Linked DNA regions of Canis lupus: region 1 is linked to region 2. A link is a contact called in public Hi-C data. All regions are on one chromosome and are shown on one strand. The core of a region is the stretch at or near the end of the contact, and the rest is flanking DNA. Distances in the headings are between cores, read along the strand shown. Region 1 holds the start of TSC22D2 (TSC22 domain family protein 2). Region 2 overlaps LOC119865420 (a long non-coding RNA gene).

What was found. A called contact is a pair of places that touch in the nucleus more often than the background predicts.
Region 1: a contact with region 2 is called in a Hi-C map of tumor fibroblasts, with 5 times the contacts expected there. The contact joins the promoter of TSC22D2 here to the enhancer-like site in region 2. A contact is called at or near these places in 4 of 9 Hi-C or Micro-C datasets (amygdala, liver, skin fibroblasts and 1 more).

What each region holds. Positions count from the first base shown.
Region 1 is chr23:45,606,521-45,611,399 of UU_Cfam_GSD_1.0, reverse strand. It overlaps TSC22D2 (TSC22 domain family protein 2), which reads right to left and starts at 3,449. Exons shown (of 4, transcript XM_038571204.1): 1 at 1,359-3,449. The coding sequence starts at 3,280.
Region 2 is chr23:45,450,577-45,455,772 of UU_Cfam_GSD_1.0, reverse strand. The region is part of intron 1 of LOC119865420 (a long non-coding RNA gene); the gene reads left to right. Among named protein-coding and RNA genes, the nearest start is that of TSC22D2, 150 kb to the left of the region's middle. Within about 2 kb of position 3,707, at least 5 of the 20 cell types and tissues checked have an H3K27ac peak or open chromatin away from gene starts, as enhancers often do. A contact at or near this core is called in liver, where this site is marked.

The sequences.
Region 1 (4,879 bases), core at 2,200-4,699, 160 kb before region 2:
ACGTGGTATTCTCTAAGAGTTCTCAAATGGAAAAAAGACTCCCAACAAGCAAGTCACCTACAAAAAAAGATGAACTTTGAATTACAAAAAGCAGAGAAGATGATTTCAGTGAGCATTTTTCAAACCAACAGAAGTATATAACAATAATTCAGGGCTAATTAGAAATGAAAAGTTAAGAATGTGAAGGAACTCAGAAGAAACAAGAAGAAAAAGCTTTAACAGATCTCATTGTTCTACACACCAATTATTCTAGAAACCCATAAAAACAGCTTTTAACATATCTAAAATTAACCTCGCTCAAAAGAAAAAACTCCAGCAAATAAATGCTTAACTGTAAAGTACCTGAAACCTTCTCTGTAATTTTTAAATGTAATTTTAAAGCTTTGTAACAAGTCGGTTTTTAAAAATTTGCAATGTGTGTCAAATTTTCCGGTGACATTTCCTGAAAACCACTTAAAATCCTCACTGAACCATAACCAAACATCAACTGTTGTAGAATTGGTATGGCAATACACCAATTTTCACTTAAACCATTATAGAAAGCATCCCTTAAATAGAGGGAGCCAATTATTGACATGAACACTTTTACTATAAAATTACTCTAACTTCAAGAACTGTAGCTTTTACTACTGTCAGAGTCTTATTTCATACCTCCCTTTCTATAGTAAAACAAAACAAAACAAAACAAAAAACTGATGGATGATAACACACCTTTTGCTTTAAAAAAAAAGGGGGGGGGGTCTTAACGATGTCACTGGGAAGCCTCCTGACCTTCTATGTTCTTTTATTAAAAAGGCTGGAGGACGATATGATCTTCAAAGCCAGACATGACATTTCACCACTCTCTCCAGCCTTTGCAGACACACTGGAGGAGATTCCTTACATGGATCTATCCCTATTATACGACCTCTGGTTTTCCAGAATGGGAAACTTCTAATTGTATGTCCTGGTCTCCAAACTCACACTGACAAAACTCTGCCATAAGCGTTCAGGTGTGATTGTTACCTAAGAAAATGCTATGGGGCATAATCTACCAGGTACCACCTGTAAATCGAGAAAATTAAGCTTAAACCCATCTTTCTGAATGAACAAACGTTGTATCCTTATCCAATTCAATGCTCTTAAATGACTGTGACAAGACCAATTCTCTCATCACACACCTTTACATTAGCAATCTAAAACTAACGCCTTTTCAAAAACTGACAAATCAATCTGACTAAAAACGCAATTTGTCTATTTAAAAAATGCTAAGGGCCTCAAACTGCGGGGGGGGGGGGGGCGAAGAACTCTTAAGTTGCATTCTAAACTAGTGTTTGGTCAAGGGTTCCTATCAAGTATTTTAAGGAAGATTTCCATACCTGTCTTCATCGCCATCCACGGGAATAGCTATGCTGAACACAGAGGTGGCGAGACTGTTCATAGGTGTTAACTGAAGGGGGTTGGCCAGGGCATCTGCAACAGGAGGCTTCACGACAGGCTTAGTTTCAGCAATGAGAGAAAGTGGTGGTTGAGGTAGGGGTTCTGATTTTCTTCTGGTATCGTCGGCTTGCCCGACCAAAGGCTGGGTCTGAGTCTGGAACTGGCTTAGGTCAGCCTGCGGTAGACTCGTCGGTGCACTGGGTGTGCCTGGCGCTAAGGGCAGCCCACCGTGCGGGATTACGCTGCTGCTCCGGCTGACGGGCGTATGGCTGCTCAGCTGCTGCGACTGGGCCAGCGGCGCGGGGACATTTGGCATAGTAATGGAGGTGGTAGACGCACTAGGCACGCTTGGAGCGGGCGCGGCTGCAGGCACGTTTGGAACTCCGGGTAGAACGGCGTGGGGGCCGCCGGGCACGGCTGCCGGCGCCCCACTGCCACCCATCTGCGGCGGAGGCACGGACTGGGGCTGCACGGTCCCAGGGGGGACCAGGCCCGGCTGCACCGCGCATCCAAGAGCAGCCAGGGGCACTCCGGCCGGCTGACCGGGCGCCGCCTGTCCTCCGGGCGCGGGTCCCGGCCCCGGGGCCACGGCCTCGCCGGGCAGGGAAGCCACGCCCATTATCTGCGCCCCCACCGCGGCGGCAGTCGGGCCGGCGCCCACGGGAAGGCTCGCTCCGGCGCCGGTGGACGAGGGCTGCGCGGGGCTTGGCGGCTGCAGGCCGGCCACGTGCTGCTGTAGGTACTCACTCTGCCCCGCGGGCTGGACTGGCAGCAAATGCCCGGGCGGTAGCTGAGGCTGGGGGTACGCGAACGGCTGGGGCTGCTGCGTCGCAGGAGCGCCGACCGCGGGGCCCGGCTGCTGCGGCAGGGTTACATTCGTCAGCGGCAGCCCTTGTCCACTGGGGCCCTGCGGGAGGACGCCGGGGCCGGTTCCCTGGGGCTGGCTTGGCTGCGGGGCCGCGATCATTGGCTGTGGCCCGGCCGCGGCTCCCGGGAACGGCGGCACCGGAGCCGCGCTTTGAACCACAGCCCCACCTACGGGCGGCGGTGGCTGTGGCTGCCCAACGCCAAAACTCTGCGGCTGGGCCGGGGCGGGCTGGCTCATTTTCTCCGACGGGGGTAGCTGTGACACAGCAGTCAGGGAACTGTCAGTTCCCGAGTCGGGCCCGTGCGCCCCCGGCACGGAGGCCACCACCACCACCACCGACCCTCCGGTGGCGCCCAGGCCGCTGTCCCGCTCCGCAGTCTGGTCGAAAGTACTGCTGTGCCTAATGCAATCCCCGGACCTGGTCAGGACGCTGCTGTCTGAATCCCGCTCATAGTATTCCATGCACGTCCATCGGCCGCGTCGGTAGGGCTCCCCGCTCCCGTGGTCCAGCTTGATGACTCGAAAACGGGAACTGCAAGTGGTGGGGGGCTGTGCTGGGGCCGCAGTCCCAGGCCCGGCGGACGAGCCCGCCGCCGGGGGGGCGCCCGGTGCCCCCGCCGAGGGGGCCGCCGGGGTACCGGCCAGCGCGCCGGCCACGCTCCGGGCCGCCGCGGCTCCTCCTCCGTTGGCGGGAGCCGCCGCCGCGGCCGCCAGCTGTCCGTCCAGCAGGAGGTTCGGGGACACGGTCCCGGGAGTCTCCGCATCCCCAACATTGTTGAGCGTCTCTTCGGAGGAGCTGCGCTCGCAGACCTCCTCGGGGCCGTAGTCGGTGGCCCGAGACACGTCGAAGATCTCGGAGGACACGTCCTCTGTGCGCGACTCGTCCGGGTCGTCCAGGCTCTCGGTGTCCTCGGTGATGCTAGTGGCCACCTGGGCGGTGGTGACACTGGTGATCTGGAAGCAGCTCTTCTTCTTGGCCGGCATCTTGGACATGGTGAGGGAGGCCGGCGGGGGGCGGAGAGGCGCGCCGGCTCCTCCGCGGTGTGGCCGGAAACCGGCAAGGGGGGGCCCCCAGGAGGCAAAGTCCGAGTCCGCGCTGGGGTCGGGGAGGCCGGGCGGCCGCTGCTCAGAGCCCCCGGCCGCTCGGGGCGCCGGCCGCTCCGGGACGCATCCCTCCGCGCCGCTTCCTCCGGCTCTGCCCCCCGACGCCCTCGCGCGGCCGCTCCTCCTTCCTCGTCGCCTCCCGCAGCCGCGGCGCCTCAATTCAATCCCCTCGGCGGCGGCGCGGGCGCGGGCGCGAGGGCAGGGGCGGGCGGCCGGCTTCCTGCTCCCGGCGCCGGGGCCGCCGTGGTCGGCGCAGCTCGGCGCTCGGCGCGGTCCGCAGGCCTCGGCCGGGGGCGGGAGGGCGGCGGGAGGGCGGCGGGGCGGCGGCGGCGGCGGCGGCGGCGCGAGGGGCGGCGTGAGGGGCGGCGCGGCCCCGCTCGGGCTCGTCAGCGCCGGGAAGCAGGGGAAGCGGCGGCGAGTCCGGAGCCGGGGAGTCCGGATTCCGGCCGGAGCCGCGGGCTGGGGCGGGCTGGGGCGGGCTGAAGGTCCGCGGGCGGCCCCCTCCTCCCCGGCGTCAGCCGGAGCTCAGCCCCGGGGCCATGTCGGCCGTCTCCGGCGGAAGCCCGCTCCGGGGGAGGGAGGGAAGGCCGGCGCGGTCCTCCCCTCACGGGGGAGCCACCCCGCGGGCGGCGGCGACGGCGGCGGCGGCGGCCTCCCCGCGCGGCTCCTGAGAAGACTGAGGGGCGGCGGCGGCGGCGGCGAGCGGAGACGCTCCGGCTGCGTGAGGTAGCGAGCGGCGGGAGCTTCCTCGGCTCCTCCTCGGTGCGCCGGGTCGGCGGACCCCGGAGAAACTGAAAATTCAAACTGCTCAAGCGGCGGCTGCAGCTCCCTCCCCTCGGCCAAGATGGGGCTGAAATGGCCGCGCCAGGGATGCTGGGAGGAGCAGCAGCCCCGCTGCCGCCGCCGCCGCCTCTGTCGACTAAAATGCCGCCGCTGCCGCAGCCACCGCCAGCGCCGCAGCCGCCGCCGTTCCGTGACGCGCCGGCGTCGTGACGTCAGCGCCCCGCCCCCTCCGGTTTCCTGCAGTTTCGCGTGGAGGCTTGGGGAGGGGAGGGGAGGGGAAGGGTGGGCGGGGCTAAAGGTTTAAAAAAATAAAAAAGGGAGCTTTTTTTTTAAATTTAAATTTTTTTTTTTTTTTTTTTTTGAATTGAGCATTTACGCTTCAGGTCTTTAGGAGTTGAAGAGCGCAAAGCCTCCTAAATGCGCAGCCTGGAGAAGCCGGACGACCGCGCCAGCAGGTTTTGTTCCGAGACGCCGGAACGCTGGATGGAGGTCATGTGCTGTGTCTAATGTTTAGCAAAAAAAATCTTAAGAGAAACAGGGGGCGATAGAAATGGGGGTGAGGGGGGATTGAGGCAGGATAGAGAGGGGCGCTGCTTAGGGGGAGCGAGTCCCTTAAAAAAGTCTGCAGATAAATGCTGACCACTAGAGTCAGAGGCGAAATGGGGATGATTAACCAAGAGCAGCTAAGCCAGACTGAGTCAGAAA
Region 2 (5,196 bases), core at 2,458-4,957:
ACATTCTGTTGCTTTAAGGAAAAGACAAAGTCTTTGTTTTAAAAGAAGAATGAGGGGAAATAATGGAGAAAGGGACAAGCAGTGACAGAGAAAGGGATAAAAACTTTTAGAGAACAAAAAAAAATAAAAATAAATGAAAATTAAAAAAAAAAACTTTTAGAGAACAGTTAAGGCTTTCTGTTCTGGATGCTAAAGAACTCTTTTGGAAAGATACATTAATCGTCAAAACACAATGGAAGTTTTAAAGTCACCTATTGTGAGAGCTGGAAGAGGAACTTAAGGACTGTCTTTTCTGAATGATGTTTTTGAATTAAGAAAATCAGAGGGGCATCTCAAGAGGTTTTTTCATAATCACACGGCTGGTTAGTGGCAAAGCTGTGGTCAGAGCCGACTCGCAGGCACGGGGAAGAGAGCAGTGCTGGGCATGGCCTGTGATCAGAGTACACAGGTCTACAACTCCATCAAGTACAGTATTTTTAACTCAGTGGCTTCAACTCTTTGACTAAGATCTTCCACTGTGGCCAACCCTACCACCCTGTTCCAACAGCTTCCCAGAACAGTAGTAATTAGAGCAAGAAAAATAATGGATAGGGCCCAGAGAAAATGTCACATTTCTAGAAGTGGGAGGAGGTGGAGATAGTGCATTTACATAATTTCCAACTTTCAGAGCACTTCATGTGACCATAGGTCCACGGAGAGAGCTCGGGCATTCCACGATGGGGAAAAAAGCTGCGTCTTTTATCAACCTCCCATTGAAAGGGAGCATTTCCTTCATTACAAATGTAGGCAACAAACCACAACAGTTTTTGCAGTACTTGGACTTTGTCACTAATAGAAGGAATAAGTATTCTCATATTATATTAGTTGTGGTAGATATCTTGAAATATCTTTACTCTCATTACCACTCTGCAGTTATGGTAGTTAGATCTCCCACTAGATCTTGTGATTTAGTGTTTAATAAATATAAGCACATATATTACCATGCCACAGATTCTTGTAAATATTTTGATAACAAAATTTCAATGTAATTAGATTCCTTTATAATTATGCATTTTCTTGTATGCAGTTAAAGGTATTATTCTGAGACGGGATCTGTAGCCTCCGCCTGACTGTCAAAGGGGTAATTGGCACAAAGATTAGGAACCCCTGACATGTGAGGGGTGAACAAGTGTCAGGTTGCTGTTGGATACCCGTGACACTTGGTCTCATGTCCCCGTTCCATCACCCTGTGGGCTCGGAGTGACAGAGATGCTCACTTGTCATACTGGGCTGGAGAATTGCCAGTGTCTCCTGCCACAGACTGTGTTTGTAATTTCAGGGCACACCAGCCTTTGAAAGCTGGTATGACTGTATTATAAAATGTGACAGGAGAGAATTCATTGTGGCATTATTATTAAAATTAAGGCTGATGGGGATTTTGTGACATTTATTTTAAGAGGGTGTATTCCCATGTCCCATGGAAGTTGACTTTTCTCAGGGAACTGGCAGTCCAAGGTCTACTTACAAGGAAGCTAGTTTTTTTTTTTTTTTTTTCAAAGATAGCTAAGCTGGTTTGGCACGGCAAGTAAATACTGAGAGAGAAAATGAAATTTTAAAATATCAAGGAGCCACTTTCCACCTCTCAAATATGTAAAGAATTTTAAAGATGATAATTCTCAGGATTGGTGGAGTGTAACGAAATGGGTATTTTCATAATGCTCCCACAAGACCAAGAGTTGGCATTACTTTCCGAGATGGCAGTTTGAGACCTATGTTTTAAGTGTTTGTCACCCAGTAATTTCCCTTCTAGGAATTTATCCCACGGACAGAATTATAAAGATATTCTTACAAATAATATTTTGATGGATAGCCTTGAAACAGTAAAAAATTGGAAACAACACGAATGCCAACAATATGAGGTTGGGGAAATAAACCACGCTACATCTGTAGGACAGCTATGATGTAGCAAATTAAAAAAAGAGTCATTCCAAGAATATTTAAAGATATGGAAAAATGCATAAATATAACATTAGGCTTAAAATGCAAGGCATAAAACTGGAGGGGTAAAATAACCCTTTTTTCTTTAGTTTGAAAAATATTCTTCGTATCTCTTTGCGATCTTACATATATATATGATCATATATATATATATACACACACACACACACACACACACACAGAACATGTACATGTTTTAAAAAACCAGCAGGAAATGTGTCAAAGTGTTAGTACTGGCAGTCTTTGGGTAGCAATATTTTGATTATTTGTATTTACTTCTTTCTACTTTTTTGTATAATCTAACATTAGCTGAAGCAGTAAGACATTGTTTCTAAAAAGATGAGCTGGTGCCACATGAGCCCTGATCCACGTTTGCAGTGCCTTCTTGTCGTCCCAGACAAAAGTTTGTTTTGCTGGTTGCTACCGAGTGTTATTTTTCTCCTAACCTTTGCTCTCTTTCTCCACCATTGGCTTCCAGATGTCTGCTTTAACCAAGTTCAGGGCTCTCGACTCCCGTCCTTCTCTCCCCTAGCTTGGACAGAAAATTCAGAAACGACACCAAGGCTGCCAGTCTGATAGAGTCTGCCCCAACACGAGTGTCAGTCAGAAACCCCTTGGCATAATGAAAAATCACGCGACGGGGAATTTGAAGCTTTCGTAAACAACACTGAGGATTGAGCTTAAGATCGGTGAGACTTTGGGGAGGCATCTGTCCCTCTACCCTCTCCACCTGGGACTGCATCTGCCCTAGTGCTTTGTGAACCTCACGGCCTAGGAGGGAGAGGACAAAACAATTCTTGCAGAACCACTTCACTTTTTGGTGCTGTTTGGTTGAAAGTGATAGATTTTCAACTTCCAGGAGAAACTACATTCAGCATGTAATCTATATAAATAGGCTGGAAAAAAACCCAAAAAACAAAAACCACGTAAGACAAACATTTGCATACATATGAAACTATGCATATTTCTTTTTTAATTTTACCTGGGAAGTGAGAATTATGACGGTGGTTTTTCATATGCAAATGTTTGTCTGAAGGTTCTACTGTTTGCCATGCCATTTAGAATTTTGAAAACACTAGAGCCTATATTCCACTCCTTCCTTCTTTCTTAAACTTGGATCAATTTTCTCCTGGGTGAAGTTTAAAATAATAAAAACCGAGACACCATTTGCTCAATGCCTCCTGTTGCATAGCAATCTAAACAAACAAGCCCCTTTCCTCTGTTAAGAACTTCCAATAAAACACATCACAAAGGTTGTGTTTTAAAAAGACGATTTCCAAGCCTCCTTTTTAAAAAAAAAAAAAAAAAAAAAAAAGAGGCCAAAGATTGCAGGCAAAAAAACTCAATTGGCTTTTTCAGTGAGTCACTTCACTTCTCATGCTACTGAAGGGATTTGAGAACGTTTTTTGATTGTGGTGAGGCCAGAGGGGCTGAGCTGGATACATGAATACCAAGCCAACCAAAGCAGAGAAAACACCAAGAAATCATCATCACCCTCAAGTCTTCAGGATCTTCTGTGTGCCAGGCTCTGGGTCATGTCAGTTATCTAAGCCCGTAACAAACCTTCTATGTTGGGGGTCTTCCATTTGCACCCCTGGGTCACCTCTCGACTCTTCTCCACCCTGTCCTCTGCCCAGGAACGATGACCTATATGCACTGAACAGAGGGCTCCCTTGCCCAGGGCACTGGCAGGAGAGAGGAGGGAGGAGGGAAGACGGGGTATTTATTTTCCTGGCTACCTCCCTGCTGGTTACGGCAGGTTGGCTGTGTGGCTCCATCCAGAGTCACAGCTCCTGCCAAGCAGCCCTGTGCTTCCAGCTCCCCTCCCTGAATCCAGGAACCGCACCTCCCTCCCTGCCCCCTTGGGGCTTGCATCCCCAAGAGCTGCAGAGGTTGATTCCGTCCCTGACGGCAGAGTCCAGCCCCACTGAGACCTCTGGGAAGGGTCTCTCTGTTCATGTTTTTCAGGCACCCTTGTGTCTAGGTCATTGGTTTGCTGTTTATCTGTTTTCCCTGCCGCCACCCTCAAGGAGACCGGTGATAGTTGTGGTGAAGAGGGCTGCACTGGGCCCTCACTGACTCTCACTCTCCAGCTTATTATTTCAGCAGAGCAAACCTTTCACAGGCACCACCGAGGCACCCGGTTCACCCCCAGTGGAAAAGTGTGCAAAAACCTGCCATCTTTAGACTCTCCTGAGCCCTTGGCTTTGGTCAACCAGTTTGGGCTCTGTCTCTGAGAGATGGTGCAATTTTCTCCTTCCACAGGATTGCTCACTTGGTCAACGGGCCTTTGCTACCCTTCCAAAATCACACTCATCCCTCAGGACCGTCTTCCAACCCCACCTTTTCCAGTCAGCCTTCCTTTCCCTGACGTTCCATTTGGAAGTGAACTCTCACAGCAACGCCTTCCTGTGTGATACGTTGGGGCTCAATCAGCTGCCTCCTTGCTACACATCTTCCAGTGTCCTGGAAACATTAATTACATTTGGAATTCTTTGTCTTTTCAAACTCATGGGCTTTGGCACCCAGGGGTTTTGGCCTGAACTGTGAGCTCTGTCAACACTGGAAACTCATACAAGTTATTCACCTAGCAGAGTCTTCCTTACTCAAAAATGAAAGGGTAATAGTAAGAGCTGCCTTCTACTATAGTGGGAGCATTATGTGTACATATATAAAACTCTTATTCTGGGGTATGGCAGTCACATATTAATTTACTTCTCTTTTTTTCCCCTTTTTCTTCCAACTAGGGCTCACAACTAGCTAAAATTCATTGAGTGCCTATGACGTGCCCTGTACTATTCTAAGCATTTTACACACATTATTTTTTTTCACACATTAATTTATATACAGCAACCCTCTGTCTTATTATTCTCCAAACCTTACAGATGGAAAAACTGAAGTTACAAAGAGGTTAAGACCCTCATCCAGGGCACGCCCAGGGTGTAAGATGGGAGCATTGATTCACAACTAGGTCGCAGGTTTTAGGAGGCAAAGATCTGTTTTATTGCAAATTTCTTGCTGTCTTTTCACGGGGCCTAGCACCATGTCTTATATAGAATACAGTCGGTGTTCCGTAAGTGTTGATTTCATCCCAAGAGCCAGAAGCAGTTAAGCTAGTGTCGCCATGGGTAGGGGGCTAGAAACACACTTGGTCAAAGCAGCAGCTGCTTGCACAAAGCGGGGGGTCCCGTGTGCAGCTGGGAAAGGCTGGGATGCCAG